Linked DNA regions of Zea mays: regions 1 and 3 are each linked to region 2. The links are chromatin contacts, called in public Hi-C maps. All regions are on one chromosome and are shown on one strand. The core of a region is the stretch at or near the end of the contact, and the rest is flanking DNA. Distances in the headings are between cores, read along the strand shown.

What was found. A called contact is a pair of places that touch in the nucleus more often than the background predicts.
Region 1: a Hi-C map of tassel shows a contact between it and region 2, with 3 times the contacts expected there. The contact joins the promoter of LOC103638000 here to the promoter of LOC100281708 in region 2. A contact is called at or near these places in 4 of 25 Hi-C or Micro-C datasets (ear, leaf and tassel).
Region 3: a contact with region 2 is called in a Hi-C map of leaf, with 4 times the contacts expected there. The contact joins the promoter of LOC100283552 here to the promoter of LOC100281708 in region 2. A contact is called at or near these places in 2 of 25 Hi-C or Micro-C datasets (endosperm and leaf).

The regions. Positions count from the first base shown.
Region 1 is chr9:16,154,510-16,157,485 of Zm-B73-REFERENCE-NAM-5.0, forward strand. It overlaps LOC103638000 (probable pre-mRNA-splicing factor ATP-dependent RNA helicase DEAH4), which reads right to left and starts at 1,442. Exons shown (of 16, transcript XM_008660997.3): 1 at 1,087-1,442; 2 at 470-562; 3 at 233-337. The coding sequence starts at 1,427.
Region 2 is chr9:16,423,578-16,426,795 of Zm-B73-REFERENCE-NAM-5.0, forward strand. It overlaps LOC100281708 (Cystathionine beta-lyase chloroplastic), which reads right to left and starts at 1,332. Exons shown (of 12, transcript NM_001154628.3): 1 at 939-1,332; 2 at 705-817; 3 at 109-179; 4 at 1-26. The coding sequence starts at 1,191.
Region 3 is chr9:16,115,165-16,118,249 of Zm-B73-REFERENCE-NAM-5.0, forward strand. It overlaps LOC100283552, which reads right to left and starts at 1,703. Exons shown (of 12, transcript NM_001156452.2): 1 at 1,436-1,703; 2 at 1,285-1,348; 3 at 1,147-1,196; 4 at 872-1,065; 5 at 556-616; 6 at 327-399; 7 at 30-153. The coding sequence starts at 1,584.

The DNA.
Region 1 (2,976 bases), core at 192-2,691, 270 kb before region 2:
GCCCTTTCGCCTTATGGTAGTGTATAGCAAACAAGAAAACAGAGTATATGACATGCTTATGGTAAACTAATACATTTAAACTTTAAGACTTGAGTCCATATTATAGTAGTTGACACAATTGTCAAGTAAACAAATTGGAAAATAGTGGCCATAAATATAAAACATGCTACCAAGCTAGTTTCGAATTCACTTAGGTAGAATAATTCAGATATAAATCAGTAAATCACCATACGTGTTTAAGCTACGCTCGTGAGCTTCATCCAGTATGATTACTGAGTACTGCTTCAACTCAGGATTTGAAAGGCTTTCACGGAGAAGAATGCCGTCTGTGAGGTATCTGTAAAAAAACAAGTGAAGAATTTAAATCCACGAATTTAGCATCAGCGCACCTCCAGTGGTTATTGAACTTGGTACGTTACTGTAGCTAGATTAGAAGAAATTCAAGCTATCCAGTTTTTCAGAGGCTTACTTTATGCATGTTCTTTCTGAAGTTCTGTCCTCAAATCGAATTGCATAACCAACTTCATCCCCAAGTGGAACACCAAGCTCTTGAGCTACTCTTCTGCGAAATAATAAAGAAATGATCTTACTCATAAAAACAGTTACATACATGTTTTGTATTTTAACAACAATACAACATTGTAACTGAAATAACTTCCAACAGTGAGTAATAATAGAAGAACTAAAACAAGTTCCCATGCAGTTAAATTGAGAATGAATAGCTGATCAACCAGGAAGAAACCCATTCAGAAAAATCAAGATTCGAGAGTAGTTGGTCAACCAGAAGAACTACTTAATGAATCCTCGACAATAGATCTTTCTAAGCTTTATTTATTTCTGGGTGATAATTTCGGTAAAAAAATCAACGGGCTATTCAACAAAGAGCTCCACTCAACTCACAGCACGATGAGGTTTCGGATATTTTCCCGGCCATTTAGGTGTCAATTGAACCCTACGAAAAGTCTCCTTCATAAAATGTAAAGGCAGTTCCAATCCCAATCCCTTCTAACTGCCCAACTGCGACCAACGGAAAAAAAAAGTGCCTCGCGCATGTGATAGAGCAAGAAAGATAATGAGACGAAGAACCTGGAAACGGAAACCGCAGCAACGCGGCGGGGCTGGGTGACAGCGATGGCACCCCGACGGGTGTATCCGCGGCGGTGGAGGATCTGGGAGAGCTGAGTGCTCTTGCCGGAGCCAGTCTCGCCGATGACCACCACCACTGGGTTCGCGTCCACCGCGGCGACTATCTCGTCCTCGTGCTCCGAGATCGGCAGCACTGGCGGCGGGGCTGGAGACGGAGATGGCATCGCGTTTGGCCGCCGGGCACCGGCCACACCAGGGTGCTGGTGCGTGCGTGTCTCCTCTGATTGGGCTGGGTGCTCACTGTTTGGGCGTCGGAATTTTGCCCATGGGTCACGATCCATTGAGAATTCACAGACACACACATCACAAGGCACAATAGACATTTTTAAGTCATGATTGGTTCGTGATTAAGTGTGTCACACTTTATTTAAGTTTAGTTGTTTGAAATGAAGAATTGACTTTAGATATAAAAATTAGGCAGTGGACCAAATATATCTTAGTAAAGATGTGTTTGGTTCAATTTTAAACCAAATTCGCTTTAAAAATCTAGAATCTCAACCAAACAGCTACAACAATATAATAGATTACTGAAATCTACATATTCCTTTACGCCCCGTTTGGATCATTGGAATTGAATTACATTCTAATAATATTAGTTTAGGCATATATCAATTAAGCTAATTCAGTTTTATGCAAAATATATTTGTATATTATTATTAGCAATATGTCGGAGATATTTATGTGCTACATTTTTACTATAGATGAGTGAGATGAAGAGTGTCATGTAAGTTACGGAGTAGAAACAAATTCTACTAATGCATAAAATTATTTCTCATCCTCCACCCCATGAATTTGAGATAGGCTTATATGTGAACTTTGAAAGTGGTGGAATGTCAAATTCTAAACTAAATAAGTTAATTTAGAATCATATTTTACCCTATATGTTTCATATTCTTGTCATCCATGTTACCAACATATCATGTTTTTACAAAACTTATAATTGAAAGTTATTTCAACTAAATATATTTTAGCTTTCCCACAAACGTTGGATCGTAGTAGCTTTCTCAGCTCGCAACTAGAATCAGATTGAATTTCACTGATGGAACCCGGACCTCCAGCTCTCATCTCACAGCTTTCCCACAATAGCTAGAATCACTTATGGAACCCGGACCTCCATGAGTCCTTTTCAAGTCATCAGTAAGGGGAGGTCCTGAGCTGCCACATCTATAAGTGTAAATTCGGGCCGCTCAGCCCATCACGATTGAATTTCATGCTAGCCCGGCTCGTAATTATTACGGGTCGTGTCGTGTTAGCCAGTGGGCTTAGCCCGCGACCCAGCACATTATTGGCTAAACATGACGGGCTCATTTCGAGCGGCCTGAAATTGTAAAAAGTCTAAACTTCAAATTCTGACCCGAAATTCACATAGAGCTCAAATTTCATATCAAAGCCCGAAATTCACATCAAAGCTTGAAATTTACAACAAAACCCGAAATTCAAAACACATATATCATTTAGTAGATATTAACCTTTCAAGTTTTACAATTAAAAAATCAAATAACACAAAACCAATTGGTGGTTGACACCTCATTTCCATGATTAAGCATGCAGCTAGCCAAATTCGAGCGGATGTTTTTCCATGATTAGAAGCGGGTGACCAAATGAATATGGACCTTTTCGTGCCTATAAATGGGCTATTTCGTGCCTCTATAAACGGGTCGTGTTCGTGCCAGCCCGTGGGCCACGACATCGGCCCAAGCCTGGTCTGGCCCGATGCATAATTTCGAGCCGGCTCGACCCAAAAAAATTCCGGATCGTGCCATGCTTGGACCGTGCTTTGGGACAGCCATCAGGCCTAACCCAAATGTACACATCTAGCCACATTTGTTG
Region 2 (3,218 bases), core at 82-2,581:
CTGCTTTCTCAAGCTTAGCCATGAGGCTGAACATGAGCTAAACTTCATTAGAACCATAATGTATTTCTCTACACTACAATAGCAAGGAAAAAGCACTGGTGTACTAACCTCTGGAGAACATCACGAGTAGGGTTACCACTTCTAGTGTAATCATAAGTTCCATAATCTGTAGCTGAAGGCTGGAAAATAACTTTTGGGAGTAAGTCACTACTCACTACTGTAGAGTAGCAAATAGAGCAAACCATGAAATATCTTAAGTACAGTTATAAACTGAGTATTAGTTCCCATAAGCTGAGTATTAGTTCCTCAAACTGAATAAGTATATTGCCACACAATCCCACAAAATCAATATCCAAACTTTAAAACACTTACATAATTGAAAATCAGTATGATCAAGGCTACATAGGACAATTCATATAATTTGTCAAATAATTATACCATCTCAATACCTAAAGGACAACCAAGTCAATCTCAAATATAACTAGGGGATTAAGAAAAAAAGAAACCATCACTTAACTATTGGCAGGTATACTTGAAATACTTCAAACACACAATCAATGGCCTAGTCCATACAATTCTTCCTCAACATACAACAGTAGAGTTTTTTCCCCTAAGATTTGTACGGGCAAAAGCTCGAAGCTTTTCGTTCCCCATTTTGGTAAAAAATGCGTAGCATTCGTCTGTAGTCCCAAACTCCCAATTACCTGCTTAAAGGTGGCGGTCTGGTACAGCGGTGTGCTCAGAGCCCCATACTTGTCGAACGAGTTCTCGAAGCTCGTCAGCATCGTCGACACACTGGGCTCCTTCGTCTCTAAGTCTGCACCACCAACCACCAGAAAACCAAACCAGCGCCCACAAATTCCCAATTTATCAGTTCTCATCTCAGCACTCAGCAAAACCACCACATAAGCCCAATCCCACAGCCCCGAGCAGCGCACCAGAATCGGAGGCGACGGAGTCCAGGGCCTCCACGGAGACTGCGGAGGCGCTGAGATCTCGTTCGGAGCCGCCGGAGGCGCCTGCGATCACCGTCAGCGAGCGCCCAGCCATGCGTCGGAATAGCGAGAGGCGGAGGGGTGGTACGCGGAAGGATTGGGCTCGAGCGGCGGATGCCGAGCTGCTAGGGTTCGGGAACGGGGTGGATTGGAGAAGGAAGAGGCGGCCGGGAGCGTTGGGGACGGCGACGGCCATTTGCGAGGAAGGAGGGAAGTGCGAAGGCTGTGGGTGGAAGCCAGTAAGCCACGGCCTGAGCGCCGTGACGCTGTGCGCTCGGACGCGTGGGGAATACGGGAAGTTCCTGCAACGCGCCGCGAAGAGTGGGGTGCGGTGAACGGGGATTAGGGCATGTACAAACACGGTTAAAATACAATATAATATATTAAATATATCTAAAATTTATATTTTATTATATCAATTATATTAATCAGAGCATTTAATAAATTAAATTGACTAATCAGTTAGTCTTCTGTCTCGGACATAGAGCTAAAACACAGTGTCTTTGTTAAGATACATGTTTTGATTTTTTTTACATTTACTCACTTAGATACACTTGAAGACACAATTCAAGACAGTTATTGTATATGCTCTTAAGATGTTTGCTGTTGTTAAGATCTGATTGCTCGCTCGCGCATGTAGTTGCCTCACATGATCCTAACTAGGGCTAGAAATGAGTCGGGCTCGGCTCGGCCATTTCACGAGCTCGGCCATTAAGTTTAGATTTTAGTCAAGTTTCTGTTGCTAAGTGTAAGTTTATTATTTTCTGATTAAATTGAATCCAACGTGGATATTTAATTAGAAAATATATAGTAACGAATAAGTAGCTCACCCCATGCTTGTTAACTCAAGTTTTTTTATGTTATCAGATTCTATGTTTTATCTTGAAAGATATTATTAAGAAATTATGTTTTAGACCGGTGTGTTTCATCTTTTGACCAACTTTAATGATGAAACTCTCCATGATAATTAAGTTTTAAGTTTTTGGATAATATGACAAATAAAATTATTGGGTTAAAGTGTATCCGATACTTTATGTGCTAAGGTATTGTTGTTTTTTATGTATAAGAGAATTATGCCCAATAATATTGTTTTTTTCATGGCATAATTAAGCTATATTCTCTTTAACTAGAGAAGAAGTTTAAGAATAGTTGAGCACAGTTTTCTTGAATGTATAAGTTGATTAAAACTTCTGTTGTATTAAGTTAAGCTGTTTTCTAATTAAATTGGATCAGATGTGAAGATTTAGTTAGATGAATGTTTCACTTAAGTCTGACAAATATTTGCAATGACATAAGATCTTTCGTTCCATTCAATTTCTACCCAACGGTGATATAGAATAGAACAATGTTAGATGCTCAGCTAGAACGTTTAAGTCCTTGATTAACATTGTGATTTTTTCAGAATTTTTATTAAAGTTTTAGTAAGTTCGCATTAAGGGCTACTATAGTTGATTTTAAGTGATTGTATGACCATATATACATATTAAGTTCTTGCAAGTTAAAATGGAACCAACGACAAAATTTTGATGTCTGATATGAGTAAGTAGTGGCCATTGATATATTTTGATGTCGCGCATCATCGTAGGGATGTCAACCATGAACCCTCCACAGGAGCGGAAGAGAGGAGCGGCGCCATACTGGGAGCACTACTTTGCATGACCAAGGGAGGGGCCTGCCATGACAGCTAAAGGACTCTTTCTCTCTCTCTCTCATAGACAACAACTCTCCTCTATAAGGACTAGCCCTTGAGCTATAAAAGGGTAGGTCTCATTCCTTCTCTGACATACAAGCACACCAGTTGTAACACGCTCCAAGCAATAACACGATCAACACTACACTGGAGTAGGGTGCGAACCCGAACTAGTATAACCCCGTGTCTCAAATTTCTTGTTGATTCCCAGAGATTCAACATTCGAAGCAAGTCTGCGCTAGCCCCCTATCGATCACAAATCTTATTGTCCTCCGGTTTCCGAAACCATGACGCATAGAGTTGGTAAAAGTTTGGCTATGATATTGATAATCTTTCTTGGTCTGAATAGAGTCTTTGCACCTATTCACAAGCTAGAGAGTTCATGCACTGCTCTCCTTTTTTGGATACACTTCCTGCTAACAAAAATGCTACACAGTTGCATTCTACTTACCTTGTGATTTTGATGGAGCTCTGTTGCTGTGCTTCTTTGACATTTGTTGGTCCTTTGAGCATTAGGTCTGCATCATGCATTA
Region 3 (3,085 bases), core at 453-2,952, 310 kb before region 2:
CACACACAGAGAGAGAACAGGAAAAATACCTAAGTCAAGATTAATGTTATCTTCAACTTTGACATAAAATTCTGCATCCCAGGCTTCAACTGCAGCACTGAAGAAAATTTTTGCTTTGCTCGGTAATTCTTCTGCAGCCTCTTCATGACTTTCCTGCCCAATCCAAAATGCTTACTATTTCAAAGTTCATTGATGAAATGTATAGGATCACATGGGTCCTACCTAGTCTTTGATGGAAGCAAGAAAGGTCTAAACTCAAAAGTCTTGCTTGCGTACTACAACTTGTGAAGGACAATCGAGAATAAGAGGTACTAATAGGTCCTTACAAGAATCAAGAAGTCCTTTGTCTGCCGATTTTCATCATCAATATTACGGTCCAAGCTATCACCTCGATTTGCACTGCAGGTCCAAAAAGGTATACATAATCAATAAAACGAGAGATGGAAAATGGATTATATTTTTCTAATATAATAGAAAACGGGAATGACAATGATATTGTTAAATTCTGAACTAAGAATGATGCAGTAACTCAAAGGTATAGATCCAGAACAAAACCTCCGACCAATAACAAAACGAATAGCTACACCCTTTTCCTCAAGCTTCTTCAGAGCATCACCTGCAATTTACAGTGAAATAGAAGAAAAGTGTTATACTCATGGGTTGGAAAAAAATCCTTGTTTACACAAAACAATTTTAGCTACTCCATATTTATCCAGCGTTTTAAAACAAAAAATTATGCTGTCCCTTCATCGACCACTCTCATATTCACAAAAGTTTTGTATCATGAGCAATCTCTTCCACTACGTGGTGTTGTCAACAGAAATTATTTATATCACTAAGAATTAGCGAAATTAGAATAAGAGCAGCAAACCTCTTGGCATCCAGGAGCCACGGAAGACGTTCCTCTTGAGACGGGAGCCAAACCCAGTGTAAACTCCAATGACGGCAAGAAGCTGCTGCTTCTTGTCGGAGTCCACAGCTGCAGTCCTGTTCCCCCACAGGTACCCCTCGCTCTTGGCCTTGGTCAGGTCCATCTCCGCCTCAACAATTTTCCTTCCAATCGCCCTGCCACCACAGCATTTCGAGTCAGCAAAGCATAAATTAACACAGCAACTCAAATTCACTTACGAATAACTGAAAACTCACTTGCACCCAAGGTTCCTAAGCTTGTCCTCCACCGAGAGCACCTTCGGGACCTGCAACCAGGTGCCAGCGTCAGGCCGAATCAAGAGAAGAATTAAAAATGCGAGTAGGGGGAGTGAGGAGGGGAGAGGAGATTCGCACGCTGGTAGAGCTCTTCTCGAGGAGGCCGGACAGGATCGCCCGGGTCTGCGCGTCCTGCCACAAACTGAGACGGAGCCAGGAATAAGATCACGACTCCCTATCGGGTGCTGGATCAAAGTGTCAGGGATCTGAGCGGGCAGGGGGGGCGTACCGGCCGGCGACGTAGAGCCAGGCGAGGCAGGAGAGGAAGGCCATGACGAGAGGGACCCTGCCCGAGGCGAGGGCGGAGGAAGCAGAGGAGGAGGGCGGGGCCTTGGACCGGCGGTTCTCGCGCCGCATGGCGCTGGCCAGCGTCTCCATGGCGGCGGAGATCTCCGACGCTGGGCTCTCGGCGCCTCCTGTCTGCTCCTGCTTGCTGCCTTAAACGGAAAGGGAGGACTCACTGAAGGAAGCTTCTCCATAGAAGGCCGGAAGCCCGGAACTGACGAAGGAAAGCACCCGGCTACCTAGCCTTGAGCCATAAAAGGCCGGAATTGGGCCGCGCTCGAGATCATAAGGAGAAATAAATCAACTAACAGCTATTTAGATATAAACCAATTCCAGGCTGAATTGTTTCCTGATAATGAAAATGAAAGAATCTGTTTAGGGCTATTTTGGAAAGATCATATCTCCAAAGGATTTCCTTTTTTCTAAGAAAAATTAGTTCATTTTCTATCTCTTGCAAAAATGGAATTCCCTAACTAGACCTTATTGAATTTTTTTAAATAAAAGTTACAGAAATGATTTTGTTTATGACTGTTTTATATTATTATCATATTTAAATGTCCACACCATATTAAGATGGTCACTGAATAGTTATACTTAAAATATGGTAAGTTTTAAACCGGCTGGGTAACAAACGATATCTAAAACAATGAAAGCTATTAGTACGGGAAAAAACACTCTGCCAACAGCTTTTTATATTTGTCATCTCCCATTTATTATACCAAACCGAAATAATCCATCATCATGGCCATCCATCTTAGCATCCTAACCTTCAAAACAGAATATCCATTGCTTGATCCACCTCCCATTATTATTCTCAGATCCGGAAATAGTGGTTTGAGATCTCATTCAGTCACTCTAGCAAATCTCCTAGGTGGGCAGGTGGCAAAATCATGACTAGACATTGCAGCGCCATAGCTCATACTAATTTCTCTTTCAGAAATGGTTCATGTTGCTTCTTATTGTGAACTATGAATTAATTATGAGCTATCAGATGACGAAGTTGTACCCGTAGCAGCGCTGATTTTCTTTACTCTTGTTGCTGCAGTGAACCCGATTTGAATTGAGTCGTTCCTCGAATGTCGACGAGTGTTGGCATGAGATTGTATCGTACTATACGAAAATACAACTTTAAATTAAAATGAGTCAAACTTTCTTAAGTTTGACCGTGTCTATAAAAAATGGCATATATATTTATGTTTCCAAGTATATTTTACAGTAAAAATATATTTCATAGATAATCTAATAATATCTATTTGGCATTATAAATGTTACTAATTATTTATATACATTTAATCAAAAATTAAATTGTTCGACTTTGCAAGCATTGAGAATTATACTCTTTTTTGGGTTGGAAGAGTTCTTATGTATCTCCAAGAGTTTCTGAAAGTTACTTGTAATTGTTGTAATTGTAATCTAGATTTTTTTTGACAAGATGAAAAAACTGCTCTCCAATATCTTTCTGGCTCAACCCCTTGTCTATTCACAATTGAAAAAAAACATCCAAATAAGGAAATATAATAGAAAAGGAAAATATAGAAATGATTAAGGTGATTTATAAATAGTTCAGGATTCATGATGTCAAATTATTTTCTAC